Linked DNA regions of Zea mays: all the other regions are linked to region 1. A link is a contact called in public Hi-C data. All regions are on one chromosome and are shown on one strand. Each heading gives the region's core, a stretch centred on a gene start, on an enhancer-like site or on the middle of the called end of the contact. The rest is flanking DNA. Distances are from core to core; before and after follow the strand shown. Region 1 holds the start of LOC100281363 (anther-specific proline-rich protein APG). Region 2 holds the start of LOC103630376 (Bzip transcription factor-like). Region 3 holds the start of LOC100216773.

The links. A called contact is a pair of places that touch in the nucleus more often than the background predicts.
Region 2: a Hi-C map of leaf shows a contact between it and region 1, with 4 times the contacts expected there. The contact joins the promoter of LOC103630376 here to the promoter of LOC100281363 in region 1. A contact is called at or near these places in 4 of 25 Hi-C or Micro-C datasets (ear, leaf and tassel).
Region 3: a contact with region 1 is called in a Hi-C map of ear, with 1.9 times the contacts expected there. The contact joins the promoter of LOC100216773 here to the promoter of LOC100281363 in region 1. A contact is called at or near these places in 4 of 25 Hi-C or Micro-C datasets (ear, endosperm, leaf and 1 more).

Annotation. Positions count from the first base shown.
Region 1 is chr6:158,785,540-158,788,634 of Zm-B73-REFERENCE-NAM-5.0, reverse strand. LOC100281363 (anther-specific proline-rich protein APG) reads right to left here and starts at 1,669. Exons shown (of 3, transcript NM_001154281.2): 1 at 1,115-1,669. The coding sequence starts at 1,430. It overlaps LOC100278419, which reads left to right and starts at 1,979. Exons shown (of 3, transcript NM_001407492.1): 1 at 1,979-2,192. The coding sequence starts at 2,114.
Region 2 is chr6:158,998,651-159,001,745 of Zm-B73-REFERENCE-NAM-5.0, reverse strand. LOC103630376 (Bzip transcription factor-like) reads left to right here and starts at 1,633. Exons shown (of 4, transcript XM_008651434.4): 1 at 1,633-3,095. The coding sequence starts at 1,907.
Region 3 is chr6:158,978,927-158,982,021 of Zm-B73-REFERENCE-NAM-5.0, reverse strand. LOC100216773 reads right to left here and starts at 1,628. Exons shown (of 3, transcript NM_001143172.1): 1 at 1,303-1,628; 2 at 919-1,196; 3 at 1-424. The coding sequence starts at 1,507.

The DNA of each region.
Region 1 (3,095 bases), core at 420-2,919:
ACTTGCAAACTCGTAGAATTGATTGATGTATGTACCTACCTACTACGACTTCCCCGAAAAATGTGTGCACACACAAACAATCTAAACCTCGGATCTATGCGCTTGAGGAAATTGCTTCGGAGAAGCGCGTATGTAGGAGTAGTAGTAAACGAACTAGGAGTGATCTTTCATGACAAGGTTTTTTTTAGTCCTTTATTTAGAAATGCATTAATAATAAACTATATGCATGCAACATACATTCCACTGCAAATTAGAAGAAGAAAAATAACTAAATTAATATACTTTAGAGTACTCGTGAAATTTCCTTCCTTGAGTAAATGAGCTCTGACGCTGTACTGGACTCTGTTTCTTTTTCGTGGAGAGAATCAGATAGATGATATTTTTAAGGTGTGCTAGCTAGCTGGAACTAGCATTTCTACTAAGGGGGTGTTTGGTTTGCCCCTGCTAAAATTTAGCCTCTATCACATCGAATGTTTGAACCTCCGTTCGGGGTATTAAATGTAGTCGAATTATAAAACTAATTTCTCAGCCGAAGATTAAAAAGTGAGACGAATCTAGTACAGTTGGTTGAGTCTATATTTCATACTCCTATTTGAAAGTTAAACGCTTGATGTGACCCGGGCTAAACTTTAGTCCACAGAACCAAACACCTCCTAAAATTAAGAGTAAACAACATTAATATTGCACTGCCTCTAGGCTACAGTAATAACCCTATAAACAACCATATCTTTCGAGCACTTTTTTTCGTTCAGTCGCCAACAAATTTAGGGCATGTTTGGTTCGCTGTCTAACTTGCCACACTTTGGCTACCTTTTGTGTCTAAGGTTAGTTCCTCAATTCGAACGACTAAAATTAGGTAAAGTGTGACATAGTTAGCCAAAAACCAAACATACCCTTAATCTCACCTAGTACTTTCCAGTTGTGATTAAAGACGAGCAAGCTCTCTGTGCAAACACCGCACGGCTACTACAGCAGGTAGCTTGGTTGAGAGCACGTCTAAATCTAAATTAAGAATAAGCTAGCAGCTTGAGATGGACAGAGACCGTCAGGGAAGTCAGAGAAGTAGCAGCATAGCAATGTATAGCATGCAGGCACCGGTGGATGAGCCACGTACCGATCTCGTCGACCATGGTGTAGCCGTTGGAGAAGCGGCCGGTGGGGCCGCCGGCGAAGTCGATGCCGTAGGGCGGGTAGTTAGCCTTGGCGAGCGAGTTCAGGTCGTTGTTGTTGCCGTTGTCCGTCAGCGAGTCCCCGAACACGAACATCGCCGGCACGCCCGTCCCCGCGCCCGCGCCCGCGGCCGCGCCGCCGCTGCTGCTCCCGCCTCCGAACCCGGGCCCCATCGGGAACGTGCCGTTCCACGGAGGGAACACCTGCGCCGCCGCTCCGCCGAGGGCGGAGAGCAGGAGGAGGGCCACGGCGGCCGCCATTGTCGGGTGGACGGGGTGGGGTGGCTGGCCGGAGAGCTAGCTTCCGGAGCAGAAGGCTGAGCGCTGGTCGTGGTCAGTGAGAGTGCGTGCAGGCTAGCTAGGTTGCGGCGTGAGCCTGCTGCAGCCTGCTCTTGGTGTGTGTATATAGACTATAGAGGAGGAAGAGGAATGTAGAGAGGTTCTGGGTTGGTTGGTGGGTGGATTGGGGAGTGAGTGAGTAAATGTGGCACCGGGCTCCTGCTGCCATTGTTGGCATGGCGCAGTAAATGGGAGCTCTGTGGTCTTTGCTCTTGGGAAGCGTGCAACGGGCAGCGGCCATGGCTCGGTCGTGACGCCGTCATGCGGCACGGCGAACTGGTGTCATCGGTCCGTCTAGCAGCGACATCGGTCACACCGATTCGGTACCATGGCCCACCAGCAGCGACGCAACGCCGTCGAAAAGAACCATCCAGCTGCAGCAAAGCGGAGCCTTCGGTGCGAACCAAACCCGGCCGCGTCCGGCCCGTCTACTACCACTACAAACGGCCCAACGCCAAGGCCTAACCGCCAGGCCGACAAGCGCCACCACCGCGCGCTCAAGCAGCCAGACACCACCCAACCAACCACGAGGCCACCAGCCCACCATCACCCCCACGAAAAAAGCGAACCGAGGGAGAGGAAGGATCGGCGCGTTCCGGCCGGAGATGAGGGGCGGATCCAGACCGGCCCCGGTCGTCCTGTTTCTCCTCGCTGCGTCCGGGATCTGCGCCCAGTTCACCGCAGGTTAGCGCTCTCGATCTGCTTGTTAACCGTTTGATTCGGGGCGTTGCGGGAGAGGGTCACAGCGAGATCTAGTTGAAGTCGGGGCGGGGATTGGGGAATCGCTACCAATATTGTCTGCCTTGAACATATTCCCAATTCCCTCCTGTATTTTGACTCTAATTGAATTGTAGACGGCACTTTCGTTGACAATTATTGGGTGGCTAGGGAGGATGAATGCCGTCTCCGGTGGGAGTTTGTGAAGTTATGTATGACGAGCAGGTTATATGCTTAAGTTCGGGAGATTGGAGGCTTGGTCGTACCCTGAGCCCAATGGATCCGATTTCAGCTTACAGGCATTATGATCTAGAGTGCTAAAGCCACATAGTTGGTCCTTGTGTGAGATAAAGTTATGAAAGTTAAATGTAGAGACCCCCTTAGCACAAGATAAACCATTTTGGCCTAGAAAAAAAAGGATGGTTAAATGTTAGTGATGTATCTTAAATATTATAAGTTTTTGGATTGACATCTTAACAACACAAATCTCCAATTATATTACTTCCTAGTTCCTACAACCTTGAATCTGGAAAAAAAAGACACACAACTATTGCTACAATTTCGATTCTTCGAACTTCAAGTGATGAAATTTGGGTTTGCCCCGTTATTAAAAAAAATAACCAGGAAGTTGTACACTCCTATCTACTACCCCCTGAATTGAATGTGGAACTTGGCCACGTTCCTCGTTCCGGAAATGTTCGTTTCGTTCCAGAAACACGGGAACAATCTCATTCACGTAGTGCTAAAACCTAGTTCTAGTAGTGTACCGCATACCACATTCCTGTTCCTCGATCACATCGATACAGGAACCTGGTTACCAGTTCAGTCAATTGAAATACCAAAGTCTTCATTTGGTTCGATTAAACTTCA
Region 2 (3,095 bases), core at 384-2,883, 210 kb before region 1:
AATTGTTTTTATTTATATAGTTAGTCAGTCCTAACTATACATTCTAGAAGTTTCAAAGCAGTTTATACTACATGAATACATATATTATTGGGTATTCAATGTTTTTGTGAATATAAATGCAGAACAGAATGGAGAATGATTTTAAAAAAACAAATACATATATATATTCATTTAATATCTATATTTAAATCGGATACGAATACAAATATTCATATTTATGCTAAAAACAAATATCAAATGTTTTGGGAATGCGGACATGTGTTCCCATCCCTGCCTCCCTGCCATATCCATTTGACTGTTCGCTTCGGATTAAAACTGATTATTTAAATTGCTGTAGCTGTAATTTGTATAGATAAAATATTGTAAATAGCAGTAGAAGTTAGTAGGAATTAAAGTAAAGGGAACTCCGTTTACTGTTACCGTGATGAACTGGAATTCGAGGCGCACAGTCTTTTTGACCAGCGCAGCATGCTGGGCCCGGGCGCTCGGTAAAATGTTGGTCGACGAGAGGTGGCATGGTTCAGAACTTGAGATCACATCCGTGTTCCGTGATCGGTAATGTTTAAAGTTCTATTTATTCACATATAGAACTTTCGTCATCTACATTTCTATCAAATTTTATGTAATACTCTCTCTATCGACGTTGTTGACTGTTCTAAAAAAAGTTAATCACTCGTATTACTTAGAAACATTTATCTGAAAATATAAAATTTCAAGTCACGCTCAATGAAACGTAAGTGATGGAATAAATTATAACAAAATAAATAATAATTTATGGTTTTTAAATAAGATGAATGTTTAAAGTTTTCAAAAAAACTAATGACGTCATATATATTTAATAATGGAGTTAATATCATATTAGCCTATTTATCAACTATAAAATATCTCAAAGAAAAATCCTATCAAGATTGGCCTCGCGCGCGCGCGCCCAGACAGCTCGTGCTTTGATCTGCTCGCCGTCAGCCCGTTAGAAAACTGGAGGCCCGGAGTATTTTAGTTCCACGGTCTGACGGTCGATGCGGCCGGAAGCTCAACCCAGAGGTGTACGGTACAACAGTCAGTGGCCGCAGTAACTGTGTTTGACAGTGGTTACTCCTGAGACGGTTTTATTGCCATTCTGAGCCAGTCATTACGCTGGATTTGCCACGGGACACAAGGGCGTGTTAAAGCAGGCTCTGGACAGTGCTGCAACCGTACAATGATTTTGCATCTTGTGCCCCTACTGATCATCTCTTTCCTGGTTTCCTGTTTGCCTCTCGCTCTCTTGCCTTTCGTGTTCGAGTAGTGACATCTGTGTTTGCCTGGTATTATCGGTATTCCGATGTCCAATCTTAGTACCAATCCAGTACTACCGAAGTACTTACGTACTCTACTAGTACTCCTTCAACCTATCCGCTCTCACGGGACGGGACGGGACGGGACGGGACGGGACGGGAGGGAGACCGAGAGAGAATCCCGATCCAGACCATGAACGCATTCGGCTACGTTGTGCTCGCAATCGGAATGCGCTGAAGCCAAGCAGCGAACGAGAGAATGCTACAGTACTTCCAGTGCCTGCTCAGTCAGAGCTCACTGCTCAGAGCTCAATAATAAACGCGCCTCCACGTGCCCGGGTCACCCTGCCGCGCGCGCGCACACGCCGCTCGCTCCGTCCTCGGCTTCCTCTTTGCGACCACCACCACCCTCGCCGGTCGCCGCGCTCGCCCACCATTTTTTTTTACGTTGCCACGCTACTTTGCTCCCGGCCCCTGCTCACTCTGCTGCCTGCCCTACCTCGACTCCCGCCCGTTACTTCCACCCCTCGGTTTGCTGCGGGAGCGAGCCAGCACTCGCGGGCTCGCGGCGTCGCGGGCAATGCCGGCGACGGCGAGCGAGTAGGGGGCTCCTCCAGGGACGGAGGAGAGGGATGGGCTGCCGGAGCTCGCGGCTGGACGCGGCGGACGTGTCCCCGGCGGCCGCGCTGTGCCGGGAGCGCCGGGACCTGCTCCGCGCGGCCGCGGACCACCGCGCGCGCCTCGCGGCCGCGCACGCCGCCTACTTCCGAGCGCTCCCGCGCGTGGCCGACGCGCTCGCGCGGTTCGCGAGCCACCACCACGCCGCCACGCCGCCGGGCTCGCCGGTGCTCACGCTGCCGCCGCCCTCCGACCACGCGGACGCCGACGCCGACGCCGAGCCCAAGAAGCAGCGGAGCGGCTCCGCGTCCGGCTCCGCGACACCGCACACCGGCTCCGGCCACTCCCACATCCACTTCCACTCCGACGATTCCTCGGAATCCGATCCAGACTCCTCGACCGACCCCTGCGCCGGCCCCGGAGGCTGTGGCGCTGGCCACGTCGACGGCGACGGCGACGGCGACGGCGAGGTCCCGCGGCCGGCGCCTGCCCTTCGGCCTGGCGTTCCCTTGCCCGGCCGCGGCGGCCACGGCGAGCCCCAGGAACGCCAAATCCAAGACCCAGCTTTTGCCAGGCCGGAGATGCCGTGGGAGTACGCTTCGTACGACCCCTATCCTTCGTTCCCAAACACCGAGTTCCAAAATGCCACATTTCCTAGGTACTACTACATGAAGGCCAGCTCGACGCCGGCGAACACGGTGTATCAAGAACCGTACGGCTACGGCAACTTCGCCACCAGTTCGTCCTACATGGGGTACAACAACCCGATGTACGGCGTCCCGTTGCAACCTGATGGGGATCGCCCGGTGGAGGATCGTGGCCGGGAATCGGTGGCTCCGCCGCCGGCGGCGCCGCCGCCAATGCCAATGCCTGAGACGTCACCGTGGGACTTCTTTAACCCCTTCGATTCATATGAGCAGGAGCTCCCGCAGTATAGAGGCAAAGGGTACGATTCCAATGGGTCGTTCACCAGCAGTCCCAACTCGAGTGAGGTGAGGGCAAGGGAGGGGATCCCGGAGCTCGAGGAGGAGACGGAACTGGAGTCTATGAGGGAGTCTGTGAAGGCAAGGAAGGCTGTAGAGAGCACGGCGTCTAACCGGATTGACAATGCGGATGTCAGTGCCAAGGTGAAAGTGTCCATGGAGCACAAGGAAGTTGAGATTGAGAGTGTGTACAGTGTTTCGGTACTTGAGTCAGGGGACG
Region 3 (3,095 bases), core at 379-2,878, 190 kb before region 1:
AGCCGGCCGGGTTGATTCCCGGGCCGGCGCCGGCGGCGAAAGTGCGCTCCCACTCGGCGATCTTGGGCTGGCTCTGTACCTCAGGCCGCTCGCCGCCGCCGCCGCCGCACGACGACGTGGCGGCCAGCGCGTGGCCCGAGCAGCTCGAGTCCGCGCCGTGCGCCCGGGGCATCGAGTCGGACGGCCGGACCTCGTAGTACGCCGCCAGCTCCGAGAACGGCAGCGGCGCGTACCCCGTCCCGGCCGCGGCCGTTGCCGTTGCCGTGGCAGACGGCAGCACGGACGGCTTCTGCTCCGGCGGCGAGCCCATGGACATGGACCCCAGCGCGCCCTGGCTGCTGGCCTCGGCCCTGCCGCCGGCTCCGGTCGGCTTCTCCAGCGCGCCTTTCTTGTTGTAGATTCGGCACAGCACCCAATCATCCAACTGCAACAGCAAAAAAAAAACCGAGAGGAAAAAAATCTTAATCACGCCCATACCACCAAATCTATCCATCCAACAAAAAGGTAGAACAATTATACGATTTTCTTGGCGATGAAATGTATAGGCACTATTGATGCGTCGCTTTCGACCGTATCGGATCGCTGTCGTAGCTCGCAAAAGCGCAAGAGATAATTGGCGGTTGAAGGAGATGACGCACGGCGCAGCATCTCCAGGGTTCACACCGGAGAGAAATGGGTCTCGCCGTCCTTTTTATCGGCGACTAGCTAGCTAGTGAAAATCCGACTGCTAATAATTATTCTTTGTGATCCATACGTTACGTTCTTATCTCAACTTTTTCTTTGTTGATACGGCAGTGACAGGAGATATATATTATTAACAAATAATAATATATACGAGCAAGAGATAATTTTCTGCACAGAAACGAATGAGATATTCTGGTGGACGCGCCGGCCGGAACTCGATCGATCGCAACGTACCCTGAGGCTGTTGTTCTTCTTGCGGGCGGTGCGGTCGACGTCGGCGAGGCGGTACTCATGCATGATCCAGTTGGTCTTGTCGCCCTTGGGCGCCTTGCCGGCGTAGAAGACGAGAGCCTTCTTGATGGCCACCGGCTTCGGCGTGCCCACCGGCTTGTCTGCGCCGGTGGCCTTCCAGTACCCGGCGCCGGCGGCGCGGTTCGGCCGCGACCCGTTCGGGTACTTGCGGTCCCGCGGGGAGAAGAAGTACCACTCCTTCTCGCCGTACAGCGCCATCCCTGCACAGACAGCAGTAGTACCGAGATCAGGAGTCAGCAGCAGGTACAGGGCGAGCTAAGAAACCTGGAACAACGACTGCGTGGAGCGGCGGCGGACGACACGTACTTGGGAGCTGCCAGGGATCGTGCTTGTATAGGTCGACCTCGGCGATGATGGGCACGGAGATGGGCAGCCCGGCGCAGCGCCGGCAGAGGTAGTGCACCACCAGCTCCTCATCCGTCGGGTGGAACCGGAACCCCGGCGGTAGCTGCAGCTCCTGCGACTGCGCCGCCGCCGCCGCCGGCACTCTGCCTCCGCCACCGCTGCTCATAGCTCCTCGACAGCTGGTTGCGTTTCTCCTCCGGCCGACGCGCCGCTTCCGAAACCGTGACTGCTCGGATCACTTTCGCAGCTCTAATAGCGAGCCGGGTCAAATCAGCCGCCGATTCGACCACTTTCTCTCGCGAAAGGCATGAAACAATGCGCCGTGCTGCACGCGCGCCATATATAGCGCGCAGGGACGCTGTGCGGGCGCCAAGCGATAGCGACCATCAACGGAGACACGTGGTGGGCATCGGGCGCCTGAGGGCTTCAGTCAGTGCTGACGACAGAACGCTTGGACGTGGGCATGCACGGCAGGAGCTGCGGGTGGAAAGTGAAGGTCTGCAAGAAAAAAAAATGCACGTCATGTGCTATTTAACGGGAGTTTGACGATTAAGAGCATCTCCAGCAGTTCACTAGAAAATAACTCATCAAAATCAATTTTAAAAGGCATCTAAAAAATTATTAGAGGTAGATTTTAATCTATTCTCCAACGTATCCATTAAAGCGACATATTGTTTCTAGAGAGCCTAAAAAACCTCTCATTTGTATTGCAAATGAGGAAGTTTTAAGGACTATGAAAAAATTCGGAGCGTTTTAAGGGAATTGTTGAAGACACATTTTTGTGTTTTACCAAGAAAAACTTAATTTAGGAGAGACTTCTAAAAAGCTCTTGAAGATGCTCTAAGATTATGTACAATCAGATGACTCAAAATAGTATATAAAAATTAAAATACTACATCACTTAAAATGTTTAGGTGTTTAGAACACTAAAAACAGTAATTTAGGAAGTAAATTATATTATTAGAAAAAAATATTCATAATGATGTATAAAATAAGGATAGGACACTAGTCTTGGGTGTTTTCATGGTGTGCCATACTTTTTAAATAAAGATTCGTAAAATAGGGTACGTTGAGCTGTTTTTATGAGTTGGCGTGTTCGCTTCGGATTAAATCAGTTGTTTGAACTGTTGCAGCTGTAATTCATAAAGACAAAACAATGTAGAAGTCGATACGGATTAAAACCAAGCAAACAAACTGTAAATCCTATATTTTAAGATTTGGCAATGATTTAATGCGTTGTTAGAGATGCTATAATATATACTTCCTCTGTTCTATCTTTATAGCCCTTTTTCGTCCACATTCAAATCAATTATAATAAATAAAAATATAAATATGCGTACAAACCATATTCATAAATTAAATAATTAATATATATTTAGTCTAAAATGAATATAGATAAAAATTTAAAATAAGTTTAGATTTAGATAAAGAGGTGATTTGGATGACCTCACAGTTTAAGTAAAAATCTCTACTACTTATTAAGACTGCAAGAGTAGTCTGTCATTCCCGTGTACTGCCACCATTCACATTTCTTGTTCTGCATTTCTCATTCTCATGTTCTGTCTTTCTCATTCCTCCCTCCCCGCAAAGCTCATTCTCATTCTTATTCCCCCGTACAACCCACGTCTAGCTAAAATTAAAAAAACACACATGTCCTCAAGGGGATTTGAACCCATGATCTCTCAAGCAAAGGCCAAGAGTAGCTACCGCTACATCACATGTGTGTTTATGTCTACATCTAAGACAGGAAATAC